Regions from separate parts of the Capsicum annuum genome. Here region 1 is linked to region 2. Evidence: chromatin contacts called from public Hi-C data. All regions are on one chromosome and are shown on one strand. The core of a region is the stretch at or near the end of the contact, and the rest is flanking DNA. Distances in the headings are between cores, read along the strand shown.

Region 1 (6,675 bases), core at 576-3,075, 52 kb before region 2:
AGATTGTAAGCCAACATCAGCTCAGGCCTCTGAGACTTCACTCCCTCAGCAAATTTTGTGCATTCCACCATATCAGGACTTGAAGTCTCCATCCAGACTAGATCAGCGTGGTGAGCGAATGCCCACCCACGAACAATTGCAGCCTCTACTGAACCCTTAAACCTGTAGAACCCTTCTCTGGTTCTTGGCAAGTCCCAGTCCCAGAAAAGATTTGGAAGGCCAAGTCTTTCAACAATCTCCCTGGCTTGTTCATGGGAAAGACATTTTTCATAGCTTGAATGATTCATCCACTCGTTCAATCTCCTCTTCTTCTCGTACTCCCCGAGGTTCATTTTGTTGATTGCATCCACGACACATTGAGAAAATGTCTTGAGCTCAGCCATTGCCAGCCAGTTATCCTCAATGGCTTGAAGTTCAGGCCCACTTTTGCCTGCAGCCATAGCTTCAGACATAAGAGTGGCCAAACTCTTGCCCTTGAGATTCGGGTTAGAAACGCCCAAAATGAACTGGTGATCCCTTGTGTCCACATTGGTTTGGATCAATGTGGCTGCCACGGCATCAGTACGAGCCACGAGAACCGTCTCGGTCCCCATGACATCAAACTGCAACCTTGCAGCCACAAGCCTGTTAATGTGTTCACTGATGGCAACAAGAACTTTGCCAGCCATGTGACCACATTTCTTGGTAACAGAAGATTGATCCTCAATGTGGACACCAGCAGCACCGCGCTCCACGAAAAGCTTGCAGAGCTTGACAGTGGCAGTTGCACCACCAAAGCCAGTGTCACCATCAGCAATGATAGGCTGCAAGTAATCAATAAAAGGGGTTCTAGCCCTCTCCTCTCTGCTCATGCTCATCCTGGCTTCCCTTTGTTTCCTATCATGATACTGTTGTGCGAAAAACAAATGTTCGACTTTGTTAGGAACAGTGTCATAAGGGTAATCAGCAAGATCCGGACCTGGTTCATTGGTGCTAGTGTGGGTGGAAGAACACTGCCAGCCAGAGACATAGATGCTGTCCAAATGCTTAGCCATCATGGTGACTTGAACAGGGTCAAGTGCACCAAAAGTCCTTGAAGCAGTGCCATTGGCTTGGTGATTCTTGAGTGTCCTCCACAGCTTCTTGGCTAACTCATTGGATGCATAGCTTTGCCTCATAGTTCCTCTTAGTGACACCACATCCCTGGCTGAATATGGCCTCTTGGTTAGCCTGAACCTCTCTGAGTTCCACCATGCTTGCACCTCTGCTACCTCTGCCTCAAATCTCCTCTCTTCTTCCATGATCTGTTACATGCAAAATTCCACAAATAATTACTAAGCAAAAAAGAATAAATGAATAAATGACACAGCAACAACAAATTGAATATCTCATTTTGAAGATATATTTGTGCATGTCGCTCCATTTAAATTCGTCTCAGTATAAAAAAGATTAAGCATAAAGAAAAGATGGTAAGATGATCTTACCATTGAAGGAACTGAGAAAGATGCAGCCATGGCTAGAACTCTAAATATATTTTTTTTGTTTGTATATCTATACAATTGCTATGATGAATTGTTTATGCAATGAGGTATGGCAAGGACCCTCAATTTATAGTACTCAAGATAGAGGTATGGTTCTTAAAAATGATGCCAATTGCCAAAGGAAGGATAAGAAAAATAAATAAAAAACTAAAAATCCAATAATTTTCCACATCATTTTTCCAAATAATTTAGACCTTATCTCTAGTATTTACTTATCTTGACGGAGATAGAGCTGATGCATTGCAAAAAAAAGAGGTGTTGATATCGAGGCAATGGCGTTTTCTATCCATGACAAATTTCGCAACTGTGTTTGTCCATTTCCTCTTTAGGATGACCTCACTTTTTTATTTTGATTTTTAATTTCGTGTTTGGTATTTATATTGGAGTCTCGATTGGTTCAGATCATGCACTGTATATTTTGAGGGTGACGCTTTCAACAAAATTTTCTCTTTACTCAAATTCGACCTCAAAATCTCTGATTAAGAGTGAGTAATTCAACCGCACAACAACCCATGTCGGCCATTTCCTTTTTTGGGCTGATCTCACTTTTTCATAATGATAGTTAAACCACTTCTGTTTTTATAATTAAATTGTTGTTCTTGCACCATGCCACCTTTTCCTTTGGTTTTCTAATCCTATGAGCCAGTAGATCCGGAAGTAGCTGGATTGTTTTACTGAACAACAAAAATTAATCAAATGGTTTCAAGAGGAGGTGGATTGCAGTTTAATACTAGATTCGGTAGAATCCAATAATTTTAATTAAAGTTTTGTGTTTGTATTAAAATACATTAAAAATGTATAAGTGGTTTATCGAAAGACTCAATAAGTTGTTATTAAAATTTAAATTCTTTTAAATGATCTCTCAATTAATAGAGATTTTTTTCTCGAATCACCTTTCTTTTTTATCAAAATTTTCAATAAAGAAAATAATTTTTTAAAATAATAAATAATAATTGAGTGACTATGTGAGAAATCAACTCAATAAAATTGCATGTGCGATTTCATTCTTCATGCACGAAGAGTCTAAAGTGAAATTGTGCTATAATTCATCATATAGTTAGTGAAGGTTTTTAATAATTACTACAATTTATTTGCTTCTTTCTTTCATATATATGCATCATTTATTTTAAAAAAAGACTAATTTTTCGAATCTGGCATTTTTGTAAAATTTTCAATATCCAGTACAATGTTCCATCAGATGTTTATGAGACGACGCACATGTTTGTTGGGTATTTGCAATGATACCTTTTTCATAAATATTCAGTTGACGATCTAGTGATATTTATATGAATATGACATTTATAAATTGTGTGACATTTCTTTCTTTTAGCGGGGACAGCCATTTAGTTGAGCATTTAAGTCCGAAAAAATATCTAAGAATCGTAACAATTCTGAATATTCTATCAAAGTGACTTTTATACTTTTAGCACATAAAAAGTCATCTAATCTTTGGAATCAAAATTCTATGAAAGTCACTTTTATGTTTTTTAGGACAATAAAATGATCCAATTATTATCTTTGGACTCAAAAATACAAGACACGTATTTGACATACCATAACATATTAATATTTTTTTTGGATAACAAAACTTGTTTAACCCATGATTATTTTCTTTTAGCATCTTGTTTGGATCTTGGAATCTGTTTTTTAGTACTCATTTACAGTGATTTACTGTTGATTGTAAAATGGAATAACTATCAGTTAAAAGATGAATGATTTCGGTTTACAATCAAAAGTGGACTAAAATTCAAGTCATTTTGTCACACTGAAAATTACTAAATAATTTCACATTACTAATTATTATTTTCTGCTTGAAGCGAATAACAAATAAACATAGTATTATTTGAAGTTGCCGATTCATATGTTCAGTGCAAGGGAGAACTCTAATAGCTGGAAGTGAAATGTTTTACATTTGTCTTCATACTTCACTCTACTTAAAATATCGATTTTATATAGATGATAAATAATGGTTAAGCAACAATGTTTGCAATAGAATTGAGATTTGTTAGTTATACTATGAAATTAGATTTTTCCAAAAATAATTATATCATTAAATGTCAATATTTATTTTGTTCTCCAACTGGGTTATAAAAGTAGAATTTTCGACCTGAATCTAAATTATATAAATTTTAATATGAATATCAAATACTAAATTAGAAACTAGAAGGAAAATGATAATAGGGCTCGGGAAAGAACACCAATAATTCGTCATGGTCAATAACATTATTAAAGAAGTTCAATGATATCATGGATACTACATCAAGAATGATTAAGCTGAAGATTTAAAGTAACCTTTTATCTTATTGGGTGAATAGATGGGTAGAGTACTATAAGTTAAATGTGCTGATATTGTTTAAAAATAGGAATTGATTAATATGCTATGGCATGTCAATTATGTGGCTTGTATTTTTGGGGTTAGATAGAAGATAATAATTGGATGACCTTCTTATTCTAGAAAGAACACAAGTAACTTTTAATAAAATAATTTCTAAGTTTGAATGATTTTGTTATCCTAAAAAGGTAAAAGTAATTTTGACAATATATTTTTCTATAAATTAAATTGAGTGACCATTCAAAAGAATAACTCCAATTTTTTTCCCAGTTTTGGCAAGACAGCAAAATAAATCATACTGCTGAATTATTATTATTTAAAAAAAAAAATGCAGTTTGGCATACTTCTATCATTCTTACAACTCTAGGTATACATAACAGATTTTGCGTAACTCTAAAAAAATAATTGGGGTGTAACTTTACTAATATATTCCTTAATTATTGTTTATTTTTGCGTCTTTTAATTTTAAAATAACTAATACTAAAAGATAAAGTTGGAAATAATTAATTCTCTTTTAATATTTTTTTTTTAAAAAAAGGCAAAATATACCCCTGAATTTTTTAAAATGGTATGCAAATATTCTTCATTATAGTTTTAGATTGTTAATGCCCTTGCCGGCATACTTTTGGGTCATATATATTTTCAACCTTTAAAAATGGTGTGTAAATATCGTTCATTATACTTTTAATTTGTCAATGCTCTTACATTCATGCTCTTGGACCATATTAAGTTACTTGGTGAGACACGTAGCATTATAACTATACTAGTTTAAGTGTACGCGTCTCGCGCGTGTACTTCACTTTATTGATCAGTTCAAACATTACACTAATCTAGACATGTAACCGAATTAAGTTAGATGAGCATCAATCATATTTTTTCAATAAGTAAATTGATTTCTTCGTTAGTTTAACGTGCATCTCAATATTTATAGAAGTATTTCCTTAATAGAGTCCTATTTTAGGAGTATTTTTCTATCCTATTAGGAATATTTTTCTAATTGATCAGTACAAAGAAAAATATTAATTGATTCTCCTTCCATATATTTTAGGAGTCTAGTTAATATAATAAAAATAATTAAATAATAAATTAAAGAAAATAATGAAAAGACAGTTTTGTCTAAAGAGTGATATTTTAATGAAGGACAAAAAGTTCAAATAGCTTTTTATGGGTCTTCACACTTTTAATATATACTAGTTAAGGGTACGCGCCCTGCGCGTGTACCTCGCTTTAATGTGTTCAATTTTATAAAATTACTTCGATATTATAAAAGAAATATGTCTTGATTAATAAGTTAGATAAATTGACGATTTTATTAAATACGAAAAACACTTAAATAGAAAATTAATATATTCATACAAAACCATATAAAAGTATTAAAAACCATTTTAATCTAAACTAAGAAAATCTACCAAGGCTATAGAATGATTCAAAAAAAAAAAAAAGCTTTAAAATCTTTCTCGAAATGACATATGAAGCAATTCATATGTTGTTAGAAAGTGTTGGGTCGAAGACAACGAATTAATATTTTCACTATTATAATATAAAATAATATGCTATTTATAGAATTATTTAAAGTATTTCTATTAGACACTTTGAATTTTGAAAAATTATTTTTTTTCTTATCTTCACATGTCTCTTAAATGTTTGTGTTAAAACACATTAAAATGTAACAATATGAACACTTTATTAAGTGTTCAAGTGTCCGATTGAAATAAATCATAATTCGAATGTTTAAATAAAATGTATCGACAAATCTAAAGAATTGCAAACCTATTTCGTCATTATATTATCTTATTATATCTCCTCTAACAGCTCTGTATGCTATCTCAATCATATCTATCAATTTAGTTAGTTTAACTTAAGGTTCATAGTTTCATTGCAACGTGATCAAGAGAAGAGAGAGGCATTAGTACTCGAAAAAAATAACAACATAAAACTTAACCTTTTAGGATGATGTTGTGCAAGATGCAATTATAGTTGCCACTAAGAAGTAATAAATAGGGGTAATATTAGAAATACTCTCTCTATTTCAAATTTTAAAATTCAAATAAATTTATTTTTTATCGTAATTTTATTGTATATCTTTTAAATATTTTGAATTGTTAATAATTAAAATATCTCAATCAATTTAAGGAATTGTCCCTGTATTAAGTCAATAAATCAACTTTTCTATCTACAATTAAAAAATACAACTATGCAAGCTATATATTATATTGTTTATCCCATTCAATTTCATACGGAAAAAACTATGAACATGCCAATATTATTTCAATCATTCACTTACCACAATTTACAATACTAAGTGATTCGAAATCATTATAATTGTGAGTAGAGCAAACGAAAAGAGATTGAAACCTTTATAATTCGAGGTAAGAAGGCGTGAAGCCCTAATAATATCTTTGACACAACATGAAACTGATCCTCTTTGAAGCTGTTATCGTTAGCCGTCGGAGTTGCCATCGCTGACAAATATTGTGTTTGTATGAAATCCAAACAACTGTCAGAATGAGGGAATCAAGTTGCATAGGCTTGAATAATCAGAAAGCTTATATTCTCTTATTTTAGTTGCTGACGTTTTTCGTCTTTTTCTCCAAGATAAATTGGTGTTGCATGGGTCGTGTACACACACCTTCAAATTCTTTGTTAATCGGCCCAAAGTCTCAATCATACACTACACATGAATCTTCCTTCACCTGCTCAAGAATATTTAAAAATCAATAATGAATCATATATACTTGTTCATATATGTTTGGAGAAGATAAGAATATCTAATAACTGTAATAACACCAACAAACATGATTGATGAGGAAAACTAATTATACT
Region 2 (6,663 bases), core at 962-3,461:
GTGGCAGAATTTAGGGATAACTCTAGCCATGCTGATTAAGTGCCTAAAACGTGTAGATCACCGGCTAATCCAGAACCTCATATACAGACTTCTTGTCTTTCCTATCAAAACACAAGCCATCTAAGAGTTCAACCTCATCTAAATTTTTTTCAAGTATTATCACCAAATATATATATATATATATATAAAATCAAAAACAGAGGTCATGCATGGATATCTTGATATGGAGGTATGAGAAGTTGACCGTCCAACGAAACCTTGAGGGGATGAAGGGTGAAGTGATTTGATAGAACGTAACGCGACATCAGCTCAATGAAAATCTACAATTTTCTTTTTAAGAAAAAGATATAATTTGCATACAAATATATTTCTTAAATTCTAGGTACACTCAATATATTATTATTGTTTAAAACTTCCCAAAAGCAAAGAACCATTATAGTTTATTTTTTTAACTAAAAGAAACATCACATCATTTCTAATTTCTATATGTCGAGTTGATAAGAGTAGAAAAACCTAATTATAATTTGTGGCTTGCCAACCTACTTTTGTTTTCTATTTGCCACTAACCAATAATGTGGATAAGACCCAAAGACTATGGAACACCCATGTAAATCCAACTACGCATTCCTCAATGACGCCACCAACCGTTCAACAAAATTGACAATGAGAATACATACGTATGGCCTTCGATTCCTCGCTCGCACACCAGGTGGATAACCTTGTTGCACAACACTTGTACACTGTAACCGTGCGCCTCACGTACAAGGGCGGAGCCATCTTTTATTCAGATGTTTATCCAAATTTTTTTCGACGAAAAATTATACTATCTATATACAATTAAAATTATATTTTATTTATGTATTGTAGATGCCCAACTTCTTTCTACTGATTCATATGTTTACTTCTGAACTCGTTCAATAAAAATTCTAATTCCGTCATGATAATTTATCGGCCCATCGGTGGTCAAATTTTGTGTTAAACGGATAAGGTTTTCGGCGGGTGAAGATTCAGGCATTCAGCTATGCTCAGATTTATGTGTTGACTGCCCGTTCCTTTTCAGATCAGACTCTGGTTCAATGTGGTGTTATTATTCCCTCTCTTCAATAATTATTAAAAAAAAAATAATGGCTGATGTAACTATTTTATCGCATTATTCTTAATTTAATATTAGATATTGCAAGATTATGTGGCAAATTAAGTGTAATGGATAAGGTTTTCGGCGGGCGGGAGATCCATGCAATGCTCAAATTTAGACTACTCAAATGTGTTTGTTATTTTCATTCTACATTTTCAGTTGTTCATTTTTTATTTTAAATTATTTAATAATATTTGTTTAATTTATAAAATGAATAAATAATATAATTATTTTTATTTATTTTATCTTTTAATATCAAATACGATTCATTATTTAATATATTTTTAAAATATTAATTTTATTATATTTAAAAAATAATATAATAAAATTATCTCATTATGAAAAGTATTAAATTTTTAATTATTTCATTCTTCAATTCTGGATTATTAATGATCTTGTTTGGATGGTTGTTATCTATCGTTACATTCGGTATATTGTCTGGCGGCGGATCAGATTACCGAAAAAGGCTGTTTAATCTATCAAAAAAATCTGTTTGTAATAACAAAAAATATCACTTCTTCCAACAGGAGTGAAAGAATTCATTTAAGCTTAGTTGTCCCTCTGTAGTAGGATTTGATTTTCCTCGGACACCTACAAAGAAGAGAACACTTTCTTTTTTAATTTACTTTTATTAGGAATCTATAAGCTTCAAATAATATGTAGATAGATTGTAATATTTTTTGTTATTATATAATATCACACGTTAATAATTTAAAAAATAAATAGATGTCGTTTTCGACTGTGCTCTCATGTTTTGATTGGATTTATTTATTTATTTTTTAAAGAAAAAAAACTAAATCATGATAGGGCAGTCATTTATTATGCTCCAGCTAACTAAGTACAGATCTTGAAGTTCAAGTTGTAGAATAGTTCATAATGTGATGAGGAGAATCTCTAATTTCTAAAGGGGCAAATCAAAGGGATCCAAGAGAAGTATCATCATCACTCTTCACCGCATCGCACGAAGAAATTGGCCTTCAGTTTGCTACGCCCTTCACCATACCTCAATATGGTATTACTATATGATTTTTGGAATCAAATTAAAAATATTAGGGATGGCAATTGGGGCAGGTGTGGCGGGGTAGGGCATGCAAGCCTTAATCTACTAAGAATTTAATCTGTCTTGCTCGCTTAGTATTTTGGATTTTATGACACGCAATGATGTACTTTTTTTTTTTTTTAATTAATTGACTCTAGAATAAATTTTCGTTTTTGCTGCATTCTTAAGACGGCTCAGGAATGGGCAGTTGTTCCACTCTTGAAGGAGGGTAAGAAGGGTCAGCTTCGTCTTATTAAGTTCTGCCTCGCTCCGTCCTGCCTTATTTAGTCATTTTTTATTTTTTTTCTCTCTATTTTTAATAAAGAAAATTTACATTCTACGTTAAACGATAATTGTCGATAGGCTGTGAAAAGTTATCTGTTTAAATAGTTAGACAATTTCATTTTATAAATTAAACACTGATGGCCACTTTCTTTTTCTCTACCGCACCTATTGGGCAAAAAAATCACTGAACGTTTGTGTTATTCTTGAATCTTGATCATTAGACGAATACGTAGAAAAAGCTAATTCAAAGTGTTAAAAGAGAGTTAAATTGTCCATCAACATCTCCAACGTTATGAATTTTTTCCAATGCACAATCATTTGTTTGAACTAAATTTTAAAGTATACTCCCTTCGTTTAAAAGAAAATGACGTACTTTTCTTTAGTTTGTTTCAAAAAGAATAATCTCTTTCCTTTTTTGGCGATACTTTAATTTCAACTTACCACATGGTATGTTTAGCACCACAAGATTAAAGGGCATTTTGATACATTTGACACAACTTTAATTTAAGGTCACAAGATTCAAAAGTCTTCTTTATTTTCTTAAATTTTGTGCTAAGTCAAAGTAAGTCATTCTTTTTTAAACGGAGGGAGTATAAAATAGCCAATCAAAACCATAAATGCGCCAACACACGAGAAGATTTAGTTGTTGGTCCACTTTGAAAACTTATTTTGAGAAATAAATATCATTTTATTTTTTATTTAAATTTTTAGAGTTTTGAATAAAGTGGTGAGGTATGGGTTAAAGTGTTTAAAAGAAAAAACTTTTTGTCACCCCTTATGTATTTATTAAATACTTTTTTAACCTCACTTTTTCATTAAATACCAAATTTTTTTCTCTCTCCTCTTCTCTCCTCACTCTCTCGTCTCTCCCGCTTCTTCTCACCTTTCCACCATTTTTCATTTTCTAGGTTGTTTAAAGCTTGAAGAACTTCGATCTTCAACTTCAGGTAAGTTATATTCATCTCCTGGGTAATTTGTGCTCCATATTGATGGGGTTTTTTCATTTTTTTTGGTGTTTTTGTTTCTGTTGATTATGGTTGGGGTTAACAAAATTGATTTTTTTAAAAAACGGGGCTTGATTTTATTGAAATTGGTTGTTTTTAGTTGGTATTTATTTGATTATTGATGGATAATTGGTGTATATAGATTATCTTTGGTGATTGCATGTTGAAATTTTTTTGCTAATTTTATCGGAATGTACAAAGAAATGTGATTTTTGTTCAAACTTTTATTCAATATAATGGTATTGTAGAAGCATGTTCATATTGGGGATTCCTTGGTTTGAATCATACTCGTATTATGTATTTAAACGAAAAAATTGATGTTTTTTTGAAAAAATAGGGCTTGATTTTACTTAAAATTTGTGTTTTTAAGTTGTTATTGGTTTGATTGTGCATTACTTTTGTTGGATTTTTATTTCCCTCAATGATTGCATTGAGATTTTTTTTCTAATTTTTCTCGATTTTTGTGCTAAAAATCTGGGTTCCTTCCTGTTTTTGTTCAATATAATGATGATTTAGATGCATGTTCTTGTGAGTGATGAAATTGTTTTAGAAGAAATTTTGTTGTTCTGCAAATATGCATTTGGTGCTGCAGCTGCTGTCAAGTTAATAGACTGTTAGGTCGATTTGGTATTGTATTTGCTGTTATAGTTGAGAAATGTTATTTTTTGTTCGTAGAACATAAAAAATGGCTAGAGGTAACAAACGCAAGGCTGTAGAAGTTGAGAGATCCAAGAAAAGAAAAAAAATGAGTAGTCGATGAATCGGATAATAAAAATTGGAGCGAGGAAGCTGTTGAAGCTTCGGTTCAAGATGAGCCGGAGGAAATAGAAATTGAGCCTAGGATAGATGAGGAAGCATTGATCATGCCCCACTGTGCAAGGTTTATTTCGGCTGAGAGGTACGACCTCGCCATAGTCATGGATGATGTCGGATCATTTTCTGCTAAGATATTCGTTTGGTCCCATTTGAAAATATTTTATGAATTCATACAAGTCGTGATTGATCAACGTCTGAAGTCTAGGTTTAAGAATTCCTATTTTGGTGATTTATGGGACTTACCAGAACATATGAAGTTCAACGGACAGCTTGTCCACTATACACTTCTTCGCCGAGTTGAATTGGACAACAAACTGCATAAAATGTGGTTATACATCAATGACAGGCCTGCATGATTTGGCTTGAAGAAGTTTTCGCTAATCACGAATTTAAATTGTGGGCGTTATCTCCGTGATTCAAAATATGTCAAAGCGATATAGGAGAGTGAAACTTTTTTTAAAAAGATTGCGAAAAAGAGGAGTGTAAATACGAAGAGATTATTGAAGCTTATTAGAGGTGGGAGGCTGGACAAGAAGGACAAGTTCAAATATTGCTTGGTTTGGTTCGTGCATTACATATTGCTTGCACGTGATTTGTCAAAAATCGTGAACATAGACACCATCAAGATGGTGGATAACTTGCTTCTTTGAGAGATACCCTTGCGGTAAGGAGTCATTTTCATTGACTCTAGACTATTTACAGAAACGGATAGACTTCAGCAAGCAGAAGAATACATTTGTGACAAAGGGAGTTTCATCGTACGCGCTTTACGAATTTCCCTGAGCATTTATGATATTTATTATAAACCATTGAAGTAGTTTATTATATACTGTAATTCATCTATAGTGTCTATACTATACTGACTCAGTTATATATATATATATATATATATATTATTGCAGATTTGGATATACGAAGTCTTTTCCGCGCTCGGTAGGGAAAATGATAAATCAACTGAAGACCCGCTGCCCATTCTCCGATTGCTTAGATGACACACCTTAAAAGGCGATAAACTAATCGAAGGTGATCCATATTTGAATAGATGGAGCACAAAGGTATGAAACTATTTTTCCGTAGAGTACTTTAACCCAGTGAAGATCCAGGATTTAAGGAGTGTGGGTGTTTAGTACAAGAAAAAATAAAAAATCACATCCACAAGGTTTAAACCCGAGCACACCTACCAAAGGAGTGCCTTAAGATCAAAGATCAACCTAAATGCCAATACACCTAACCAACTTCTTATTTAGTGGGTGTTTTTATATAATTTATATCTATTTTTGTATATTTCTCATGTAATTATATCTATTTCATGTCGAGTTTAGTGGGTGTCAGAGCACCTTAAAATTATGTGTAGGTCCGCCCATGCTTTAACTAATATTGTGTTGCTAATTTATCACATTTGCCTATTTATCTGTAGAGGGTGAACCCGTACCTTATCTCCACAGTCCGTGAAATGAAGCAGCACTACATGAAAAAGTTCAAAGCATCCACGGACAAATCGAAGGACACATTCATCGATAGCTTGAAGACCCATCTGGAGGGTGTGACTGTCATCACCTCATCGGAGGATGGTGAGGATATATATGATGATCTGGATTTGGGTGAAAATGTTGTTTTAAGGCATGTCACTCGGGGTGCAGGGACAAGTAAGCCACGAGCATAAAAAAAGATACCGATGATTGAAAATATGAAAGAGCGCGTGTTTAGGCTGGAGGAGTCGATCAAGGACATTATTGATTTTGTGTAAAAAGAGAGGCTGAAGAGAGCAAAAAGGAGCAACAAAAGAGGAGATATGAAGATGAAGGTAATATTTGCTTTGTATACCATAGAAGTTGCATATTTTATATAATCCTTTTTACTTATAATAGAATCTATACCATTCTTCATCAACTGATATCTTAGTTTATTATAAATGGTAAATACTTGAAAATGCAAGTGTGTAGGTTCAAAGTCAGAATTCATCGGTGAGGGTTGTCCGCGATGACAACGACATTAAAGAAGTGCTCCTTGAGGCAACAACTTTGAAATAGGCCTTGATCAATGCTGATGAGGTGATAATCCCTAATGTTGTAGCTGTTGTAGAGAAGGAAAATCCCGATGAAGGCGATAAAGAGAAAGAAAAAAAAATGAAGAAGCTATTTATGAAAAAGAAAACAAAGCTGATGAATCAGCTGGTGTGGAGAAGGAGAATCATGACGAAGGTAGGCAAGATGAAGAAGATAAAAATTAAAAAAATATTTATGAAGAAGAAAACAATGAAGGATATGGAGAGAAAGCAGAAGACAAGAATGCAGTAGGAGAAGTAGAAAAATAAGAGGAAGGAGGATATAAATAAGAAGGAAAAAATGATGCACCAGAAAAAGAAGGTATTGCAGAGAAAGAAA

What was found. Hi-C and Micro-C count contacts between places; a contact is called where the count stands out from the background.
Region 1: a contact with region 2 is called in a Hi-C map of leaf, with 2.3 times the contacts expected there. The contact joins the promoter of LOC124900077 here to the enhancer-like site in region 2. A contact is called at or near these places in 2 of 5 Hi-C or Micro-C datasets (leaf and placenta).

The regions. Positions count from the first base shown.
Region 1 is chr7:193,623,449-193,630,123 of UCD10Xv1.1, reverse strand. LOC124900077 (isocitrate lyase) reads right to left here and starts at 1,825. Exons shown (of 3, transcript XM_047415316.1): 1 at 1,464-1,825; 2 at 1-1,283. The coding sequence starts at 1,493.
Region 2 is chr7:193,571,594-193,578,256 of UCD10Xv1.1, reverse strand. No RefSeq gene overlaps it. Among protein-coding and RNA genes, the nearest start is that of LOC107877252, 15 kb to the left of the region's middle. Within about 2 kb of position 2,211, at least 3 of the 5 cell types and tissues checked have an H3K27ac peak or open chromatin away from gene starts, as enhancers often do. A contact at or near this core is called in leaf, where this site is marked.